Linked DNA regions of Mus musculus: regions 1 and 2 are each linked to region 3. The links are chromatin contacts, called in public Hi-C and targeted proximity ligation maps. All regions are on one chromosome and are shown on one strand. The core of a region is the stretch at or near the end of the contact, and the rest is flanking DNA. Distances in the headings are between cores, read along the strand shown.

The links. Hi-C and Micro-C count contacts between places; a contact is called where the count stands out from the background.
Region 1: a contact with region 3 is called in a Hi-C map of the G1E-ER4 cell line, with 4 times the contacts expected there. A contact is called at or near these places in 3 of 484 Hi-C or Micro-C datasets (the G1E-ER4 cell line, cerebellum and gonadal supporting cells) and 3 of 130 datasets of targeted methods (embryonic stem cells and forebrain).
Region 2: a targeted proximity ligation map of memory CD8 T cells shows a contact between it and region 3, with 6 read pairs. A contact is called at or near these places in 1 of 484 Hi-C or Micro-C datasets (CD4 T cells), 3 of 130 datasets of targeted methods (double positive thymocytes, extraembryonic endoderm stem cells and memory CD8 T cells) and 1 of 9 other capture datasets (liver).

What each region holds. Positions count from the first base shown.
Region 1 is chr19:23,353,540-23,356,657 of GRCm38.p6, reverse strand. The region is part of intron 7 of Mamdc2 (MAM domain containing 2); the gene reads left to right. Among named protein-coding and RNA genes, the nearest start is that of Gm41821, 55 kb to the right of the region's middle.
Region 2 is chr19:23,322,613-23,325,818 of GRCm38.p6, reverse strand. The region is part of intron 11 of Mamdc2 (MAM domain containing 2); the gene reads left to right. Among named protein-coding and RNA genes, the nearest start is that of Gm41821, 24 kb to the right of the region's middle.
Region 3 is chr19:23,685,642-23,688,670 of GRCm38.p6, reverse strand. It overlaps Ptar1 (protein prenyltransferase alpha subunit repeat containing 1), which reads right to left and starts at 1,271. Exons shown (of 7, transcript NM_028208.1): 1 at 1,126-1,271. The coding sequence starts at 1,211.

The sequences.
Region 1 (3,118 bases), core at 193-2,692, 330 kb after region 3:
GCCACACTCACTCTTCCCATAGCCAGCTTTGAACTGTCTCTGTCTCTGCCGCATTTAAGATTCCTCGTGGGAAATAAATCTACTGTCCAAGGTTTGCATCCTTCATTGTCTACTGTGACCTGGGCTCATCTCTTGTAGTACACTGCAGGGCTGGAGAGCCTTTTAGTTACAGCACTGGCGCTTGGATCATCTCCAGGAGCTCCAAGGAGCAGAGAAAAGGGGGTACAAACATGCCAACTGCTCTTCCCAGGCCCAAGAGCATTCCAGCTAATGAAGTCTAAAACACCTCCATTCCTCAGAAGCTCAAATATCAGAAAGCAAATAATTACATGATGATACTTTCTGATAAATTGTTTCAAAGGGTTTGCTTTTGTTTCTTTTTCCTACCAACTGATGCTCAGTGGCTTGCATCTGCGTGCCTCAGTTCCTCCCTAAGCCTCCATCATGCCATTAACATGCCCCAGATACTCAATTTTTTATCTTCCCTTGAACCAAACGTCTCAAACATTCTGTGAACAAGGACTTTGCCCCCACCTCAGATGCTGGGTAGCTATTTGAAGGTCCCCATCTTTAGCTTCCAGATAACTGTCTGAATATTCTACATAAAGTAGATTTAGTCTATGATCTCCACTCTTAAAACTTTCTATCAGACCATAGAATCATTTAGATAGATAGAATAAATAGAATAATATCACTTAGATATTAGATAGAATCATCAAATCATTTCTAAGACCAAGTATTTATCAAGTGAAGAAAATAACAACCAGAAAACCATGGATAAGAGAGACCTGTGCTTAAAGTTGTGTTTTATTAGGGCAGTTTGAGGTTCAGCCAAATGGTCAGAAGTCACAGCAGTAACACATATAATCTTTCCCCCCATACATATTACTATCACTCAGACTCCAGAGTTTCCATTAAAGGTCACTGATGGTATTGCATGTTCTATAGGAGTGAACACATTTGTACTGACACATGCCCACCATTACAGTGGAATACAGGTTCACCCTCCCCCCACCCCTGCCCTTGCAACCACTGGCCTTTTTCTTGTCTCCCTGATTTTGCCTTTCCCATCATGCCTTATGGTTGTGGAGTCATGCAGTAGGCAGTGTTCTCATACTGGCTCCCTTCACTGAGCAGAATTTATGCAGTATTGCAGATTTCTGTTTCCTCCCGGTTATTTTGTGGCTCCATAGATCATTTCTTTTTAAGCACTGAGTAATATTTCATTATCAAAATAAATACACCACAGCTCACATGCCTTTTCACCAACTGAAGACCACCAATGGTCGAGTCTCCATTTCAGCTACTCTGAATAAAGCTGCTATAAATTTTTGAATTCCAGTACTACTGCCCCCTCTAGAGACCTAAAAAGGGGGTTAAGATTCTCTTGCAGCCACTTAGGGGTGTTTCTCTAAGGTTCGTGAGTGATTTTGCTGACCTGATCATCAGTGTATGCCAGGTATTTAAGAGTACCTCGCCATCTTCTAAGCTACGCAGCTGGCTGTACATTTTGACTTTTTCATGTTTTTCATTATTAGGTAGGAGGAGGTTGGCTAAGAATTGAAATAGTGGAGTTTCTTCTGCTCTCCATTGTCAGTGGGGAAATGCTGAAGAGTCCTGGTGTGTGTGACATCATATTAATTTTTCTCAGGCTTTGTCTCCTTGGACATAACAATATACCCTCGTTCTGGCAGAAATGGGCGGAGCAGCATGTGGGTGACTCACCAGGCTTAGAGCACTGCAGTCCTTATTTCCTTCTCCACTAGCAAGCTTGGGCTTGTGACTGACATGCGACCATGTTCCAGTTACATGGGAACGGTTTCTTCTTATTCTCTTTCTATAACGCACGGTTAGTCACTACCAAAAGGAGAGAGGGAGAGAGAGAGATTATGGAACTTCTTTTCAAACTCAGATAAAATTTGCTAGAATATGGGATTTCGGTGAGGAACTCCCTAGACTCTTTTCTCAGATCTACAACAGTGATAGCATTAGGCAGGGCCAGCATTTGTCTTACCAGACCTTGAAGAACACTGTTCTCCTTTGTTGCAATATGTATCTGCCGTGTAACTATGGAATAATTAGTAAGTTTGGGACATTTAATGTTGATACAATGTTATAAGTTAGTTCACAAAGCATACAACTGTTCCCCGACTGGTTTTCTAAAGCTATATGTTTTTCTGGGTCAAAACTAAATCTTGGGTTCCTTGTACCATTTGGTTGAATGATTCTTTTGGCCATTTCCCCTGACTGTGTTCTTCTGCCCACGTGAGTACTTTCTTGGTTTGAAAATTAACTGAGAACATAGCCTTGACCTAACGGCCCCTGAGTTGCCAGCTGGCTGTCCCCAGAATGAAAGTTTCTGCAGAAAGGACTTTCCAGATATACAAAACAACACGCTTTATCGCTCTAGCCCTAAAATGTCCCAGCTGTGTCTCTCACCAATCAGACTAGGCTCATACTGAGCATCCCAATCTGCTGTGGTTACATCCCCTCTAACTCCAGAGGGCAACGTAAGCTATGAGGCTTCTAAGTCCTGCGTTAATAGGATCAACCATTATTCCCAAGGGAGCAGGAGGACTCTTCCATACTCCATCCCGTCTGGGCAGTCTGGGCCAAAGGGACACTTGTGGGCCATTGTGAAGGATAACAGGACTCAGCAAAGCCCAAACAGCAACGCCCCCTGAAAAGCCCAGGGTGACTTCTGAACTCTGTGGTTTCTGGGAAGGGCTGTTTTTCCTCAAGAGCAGCAGTTCCTACAGCGAATGGCAATCATAACTGCTCTGATGCTGGGACTAGTCAACAATGGGGAATTATCTCTGGAAAATACTAGTTCTAAAACACATCTTAGAACTTAAGAGCCTCTTTTTTAAAAAAAATCCTCTCCTTTTTCTGTCTTTTAAATGTTGTAGGGGTCGATTTGAAAGTTGTGAGTAAATGTTCACAGCCTTTGCGTTCTCAAAGGAAATCCCTAGTATTTGTTTATTTTTGTAGATAATGTGATCAGAGCTGCCTGCTGCCCTCCTTTTAGAGAAGAAAAGAACAATTTTCCTGTCATGTCAAAACACTGTTTTGATGATAAAGCTGTCAGCCTGTTTTGCTGTGTATCTCTCCCTCAGTC
Region 2 (3,206 bases), core at 634-3,133, 360 kb after region 3:
GCTCATGGCAGTGCCTTGAAGGATAAGCCAGAGTAGATCAGGAATGGTAAGGAATAGGGACACGTGACAGGAGGAAGAGACACCAGGTGTGAGACATGCAGCCCTTTAAGCAGTGAAACAGCTTTCAGGGACTCTAAGTTACAACACTGGCTGTAGGACACTGTCAACCTGGAGTCCCATGAAAATGGACCCTCAAGTGCCGCAGACCCTCTTTGGTCCCTGTCTGCGTGGAACAGGCCTCTGACTGCAGGTGGACAAGGAGTTCGGTGGGAATTGAAAGACAGACTCGACACAAGGGTGTGTGGATCTGAATGTAATTTGTCAAATCGAGCATCAAACTTTTTATACAGAAGGAAATAGGGAAGTTGGATGACACACCCGCAAGGTACTAAGAAGTTAGTGGATTCTTACACAAAACAGAGGAATGCAAACACGGAAGGACTGGCAGGAACGAACTGGGATAAAATTCAATGTTAACAATTGGAATAAAAAACAGCTCCACCTAAGGTCCACTTAATCTTAGAAGCCAGGGGCGAGGGCTTCGTGCCCTTGCCAAAGTTCCTAAGTATAGTCCACCTTCCCCCTAGGCCATTGTAAATATTTGTGTATGGGTGTAACTCAGCTACCTATAGTTCTAAGTATCTACTCTGGTTCCTCTTTAGGTCACAAACTTCCTTCTTCCTAGATAATGGTAAATTTCAGTGTAGGGCAGTGACTTAGCTATCCATGCCCAAGGTTGGATCAAGGACTGCCTAGAATCTAACTTAGCTATATGTCAAAATATCAATCCTTAGGAGCACTTGTAATAAAGCAATATTAAGGAAGAGCACACAGATCCATTAGCCAACTAAAGCAAGGACATTGGAGCATTCTTTATACAGGATGCCACGATTCCAGGAGGCTAAGTTTCCATGAACTTTTCGCCTCGGGACAGCGCCCAGGTTTGCGGGGCCTGTCGCACTTGTCACTACTGGAATGGATGTAGTACCTTATATGGAGGGCGTGTACTTGAAGCTATGAGTCCCCACAGCAGGAATGGAGGACAGAGTCATACAACAAGAATAGTATTATCAGTCCACACAACAAAGAAGCATCCTTGACTTGGCCACTGCTATGTCTAACTGATTGAGTTAATGAAAATATCTAATAAATGTGTTGAATTATCTCTCCCAACCATTAAATAGAGTAAAAGAAGAAATCCTTTTTCATACACTCCCACCCTCACTGGCTTAGATATGTGCCGTTTCACAGTGACTCCCCATTCCTACCTCATTCCCATAGGTGCAGAGAAATTCTGCAGGGGTTTAAACTAGGAGTGACTGAAGACCCCTCTATACTGAAAACCAAAGGCCTTCAGTATCTGCCTTGGATACAAGATAAGGTGCCTCTGAATCAGGTCTCTCTTTTCACTTTCCTTGCTTAAAACCTTCAGTTTATAGCTGGCAGAACTCAAACAAGGGAGGCAAAAAGAAACGCGGGGGGTGGGGGGGGGCGTGCAAACCTGTTTTATAGACAGCTGCACTAGCTAGTCAGTCAATACGTGTCCAATAAATGAAAAGAAAAGCTCAGGAAAGCCACACTATAAATATGTCAAGCTGCTGTGTGACTGTCAGAATCAATACATCATCTCAGGTTAAATAAAGACGAGCCCTGTGAATGGAGCTCTTCGATTTGCTGCCAAATGGATCAGATAATGCCGATTTCCCAGGAATGGAGTGTCTGGGAGGTAGCCCACCTGCTCTGACTCAGTGTCTGCTCCCATCCTGCTCCCCACATGTGCCTTAGTAGGAAAGGTGAAGATGAAGAGGCTGAGTAAAAACATCACTGCTCTTAGCAAGAACCAAGCACTTCCCCTGAACAAGCACTCTTAGGCTGCTGGTTAGCTGCTGGTTAGGAGGTGCTGGTTAGCTGTCAGATGCTGATTAAAGTTAGCTTTGATCATGGTTTCTGCTGGTGTTCTTATTGCTTTTGCGGTGGTCTTTGTTCCTTTTGCAGTGGTCCTTGTTCTGCTTCTCTGAAACCCTTCCCGCCACCTGCTTGCTTTTTAATAGACTCAAGTTCATTGATGAAATTTGCCATTAGCTTATCCATTTTCTTGAATAGATCCACGTATTTATATACTCATATAAACATATGCGTGTGTTTTGTAGTGCTGGAGGTTGAACCCAGAGCCCTGCACATAGCAGGCAAGAGTGGCATTATTAAACTATACCCTAACCCCTCAAACTTGTTATTATACACTCAAACCATTAAACAATAATGTCTTATGTGGGAACTCCACGTATGGGCTACCCATCTCCCACAAGTGGGGTTTGTCTACACACACACACACACCTCAAAAATCTATGATAAATTTGACTTCTTGAATTATCATCAATGAAATCTCACAGAGCACTTCTGTGGTGGTGTTTTCCTGTCAGAGGATAAGAACTGAGGCAGTATGACTTAGGGGTGAGTCTCTGCTTCCTGGGTACACATCCGGTTCTGCCTCACTCACCTGGAGAGTGGTTTCCAACAGCGGCCTCCTGGGTCTATTGACGAACTGTTCTCTCTACTCTGTACTAAATTTAAACATTGCCTCTAGCTGGTGAGAAGGCAGGAAATGACACCTTATTTTGTGTTTAACTTCCTGTCTCTTGGTCTCTTCAAGTTAAGAAGTTGACAAAAACCCCAAATGAAGAGTGCCAAGTAATATGTTCTCTTTTCTGTCCCTTTTTCCTCATAAAATGTGGCCCTCCGACTTTGAACACTGGTTACTCTCTGCTCACATCAGTGAGTTTGTTGGTGTCTCTGAGTGATGCCTAAAGAGGGAGGTAACTCGGGACATCTTGAGCTCATTTTGTGGACCTTCCGTTTCCTCTGGAACCCGTTGGTTCCTCGATGCCTTGCAGCTTAGACCGTTCTCTGAATGCTCTGACCAAGATGCCTCCCTGTTAGGTCAGGGTTGATCAAGACAGTGTGAAAATCAAAGAGGAGAGTGGCCTCTACCAAAACAATAAAGGGTGGCAGAAGTGAGGACTGTGCACAAAGAAGCAAGGGGCTAGGAGATTTTATAGGGCAGAAGAAGGAACTTTTCCAGTGGAGGATCCCATCTGTAGATCTGTTTCCCCTGAAGTCTCGAACTGTAAATGCAAACAGCGGTTGGTAAACCCAACCTCATATCAGGAGTTTTGTGGCTCTTAACTACCTGAAGATATTAGGAGCCA
Region 3 (3,029 bases), core at 22-2,521:
ACGACTTAGGGGCTGTCGGGGCTGGCAGGTATGTTTAGAGGCCAGTAGTCTTTTGTCTTGAAGGAAGTACAGTTTTAAGTCCTTAATTGAGAGAAGAAAGCAGGCCATCTGAGGACTTCTAAATTCTTTTCTGAGATCATCTTGGAGGAAAAGAACACTTGATTAAAGTGTTTGGCCTTTCATTTAGTGGAAAAGCTAAGGAGGCTAGAATGCGTAAAAATAATTCATGTGTTTTAGTAAAAAAAATTAAAATATTAAAAATAAATTGTATAACCAATGAGAAAATAATACAAAACCGGACTTCATGTTTGTTTCCCCAGGAATGGGCTACATTCTGGCTTCTTATTCTTTTGTATACTGATGTAGGTAACTCTTTAGTAGCTTCCTTTCCATTCGTTAAAGGGAGAGTATCAGGAAAAGAAAAATACAATCTTAAGAGTATCTTCCTAGAGAGTAACAAATAAAATGGAAAGGGAGGAGAAAGAGATAATATATGTATCAGTTCAGGAGTGAACTTTTAGAAGGCAACAATGCTAGGTAAGAATGCCTTAAGATGCTCGTCTGTAACTTCGGACGCGCTACTAATAAAAAAAAAGTATCCAGTTTGCAACAGCTTTATAAGATCCACTCAGGTCACCTTCAAAAATTGTTACATCCGACTCGCTTTGCAATTTTGTGACAAGCGAGTCGAAAAGTCAAAGGCAGCTTCCAATCACCTTTAGTTAACCCGAAAGGGGGCTGTAGGGAGTATGATGGGGTGGATAATCCTCTATAGCCACGCACTGGATGCAACCGAGAGTCGCCTCCAAGACACAGAGACCCACGGTAGTGGCCCGCGGGGCAAGCGCATCCCGGCGGAGGGCGGCGGGGAGAAGAGTTGCCACAACTCCCGGGACGCGTCGCGCAGGGCAGAAAACTCCACGCTCCGACGTGGCTCTCGGAGGTCGCTCCCCGGCACTGCCCCGCCACGCGTCTTGGTAACGGCCAGCCGGCTCGGCGCGACAGTCCCAGCCGCGCTCCGCCTGTCGGAAGCGCGCGTGGGCCCCGAGCGGCCCCGGCGAGTGGACTAGAGCGCGGCCCCGAGCCGCCCCCGACGACCCCGGCGGCGCAGGGCGCGCCACTCACATGTGCGGGTTCCTTCGGAAGGCGTTGGTGATGTCCTTCACCACCCTCTGCACCAGCACCGCCACCTCCTCGTTCGACTCGGCCATGTTGGCGGCCGCCGCGATCGGGCGCGCCTCCGGCAGAGCCCAGCCGCCGGCGGGAGTTCCGCGGGGGCGCGCGCGCGCGCTGGCTCAGGCGCGTTCTCGCCGAGGCCGCCGAGCACTTCCGGGTCAGGGAGGGCCGCAGCACCGCTGGGTTGGGCCGGCTCTTCGAGCTCGGTGGCTTTTGGTGGAGTTTTGGTTCACTAGGCGTGGAGGAAGGAGGCTTCCCCCGCACTTCTCCGAGCAGCCGTGTCCCAGAGTGGCCTTTACCCAGGGACCTCCGGATGGCTGCACCAGGCCCGCTTCACCGGCCCACCCGGGGAGGAGGCGGGTTGCTGACCTCCTTTTGCACGCCTGTGCTACTTTATGCATGAAGTGTAAAGTAGCGCGTTTAGTTAGATCTTGTAATGTAGTAAGCAAAGGAAAGAAAGTACAGGAGAAAGAACCCTTCAGATCTCGGGGATAAGGTTAAAAACAAAAGTAACCCACTGTACTTCTGTACTTTTAGCATTTTTGATACATTTCGTGATCACTACGTTAATTTGGAGTATAAAATAAAATAAAGGCTTTGACAATTGTTCCTGACCTCTCTTGCTCCACAAATTATAAGATTGCTCTGTTCCATTTGGATTTTAAAAGTGTTGTAATTAAAATTTTTATTTTTATATATCAGGTTTATTTGTCCCTTCTAAGTACAAAGTTCTGACTGCCTCTAACTGGTGATGGTGTCTCCTCCTCCTCCTCCTCCTCCTCCTCCTCCTCCTCTCCCTCCTCCTCCTCCTCCTCCTCCCCGTCCTCCTCCTCCTCTTCCTCCTTCTCTGATGCTTGAAGTCTGTATCTTTTTAATTTTTGGTTTTTGGCCCTGGCAAGGTAGTGCGTGGCTGTGATCTTGGGAGGTAAAAACAGGAGGTGACATTCAAGGTTATCTTTGGCTGGGCTATTTGAAACTTGGATCTCTGAAAAGCAAACTGTGGTTGGTCCTGATCCTGGTGAAGAAACAAGAGACAGTCTACAAACTTGTGGAAAGCAAAACAGACCTGATTAAGACCCTAAAAGACTCTGACAAGCTCTGGGAGAAGCAGTGAGACAAATGGGGTGTGTTGCATCCCTAGACCAAGAGCAAGTTCAAGAGTCCTGTCGAAGAGTGATACCAGGGGCTGGAGAGATGGCTTAGCAATGAAGTACACTTGTTTTTAGCAACCACAACCACCTGTAACCCCAGCTCCAGATGATCCAACATCCTCTTCTGGCTTCTGTGGGAACATACACGCACACACATCTTTTACATTTTTTTAAAAAGTAATATGCTACTGGAGGTTCCTCGGAAAATTGGAAATAGGTCTACCTAAAGACCCAGCTATACCACTCTTGGGCATATACCCAAAAGATGCCCCACCATGCCACAGGGGCACATGCTCCACTATGTTCATAGCAGCCTTATTTGTGAGAGCCAGAAGCTGGAAACAACCCAGATGTCCCACAATGGAAGAATGGATACAGAAAATGTTCATTTACACAATGGAGTACAACTCAACTATTAAGAACAAGGACATTATGAGGTTTGCAGGCAAATGGATGGAACTACAAAATATCATTCTGAGTGAGGTAACTCAGGCCCAGAAGGATATGCATGGTATATACTCACTAATAAGTGGTTATTAGCCAAAAAACATATAGAATACCCAGAATACAATCTACAGAACTCAAGAAGGTTAACAAGCCAAAGGGCCCAAGTGAGGATGCCATAATCCCACTTGGGAGGGAGAAGAAAGCAATCATGGGGACTTGGGGGTAAGTGGCAGAGGGAGGGAGGAACCTGGGTGG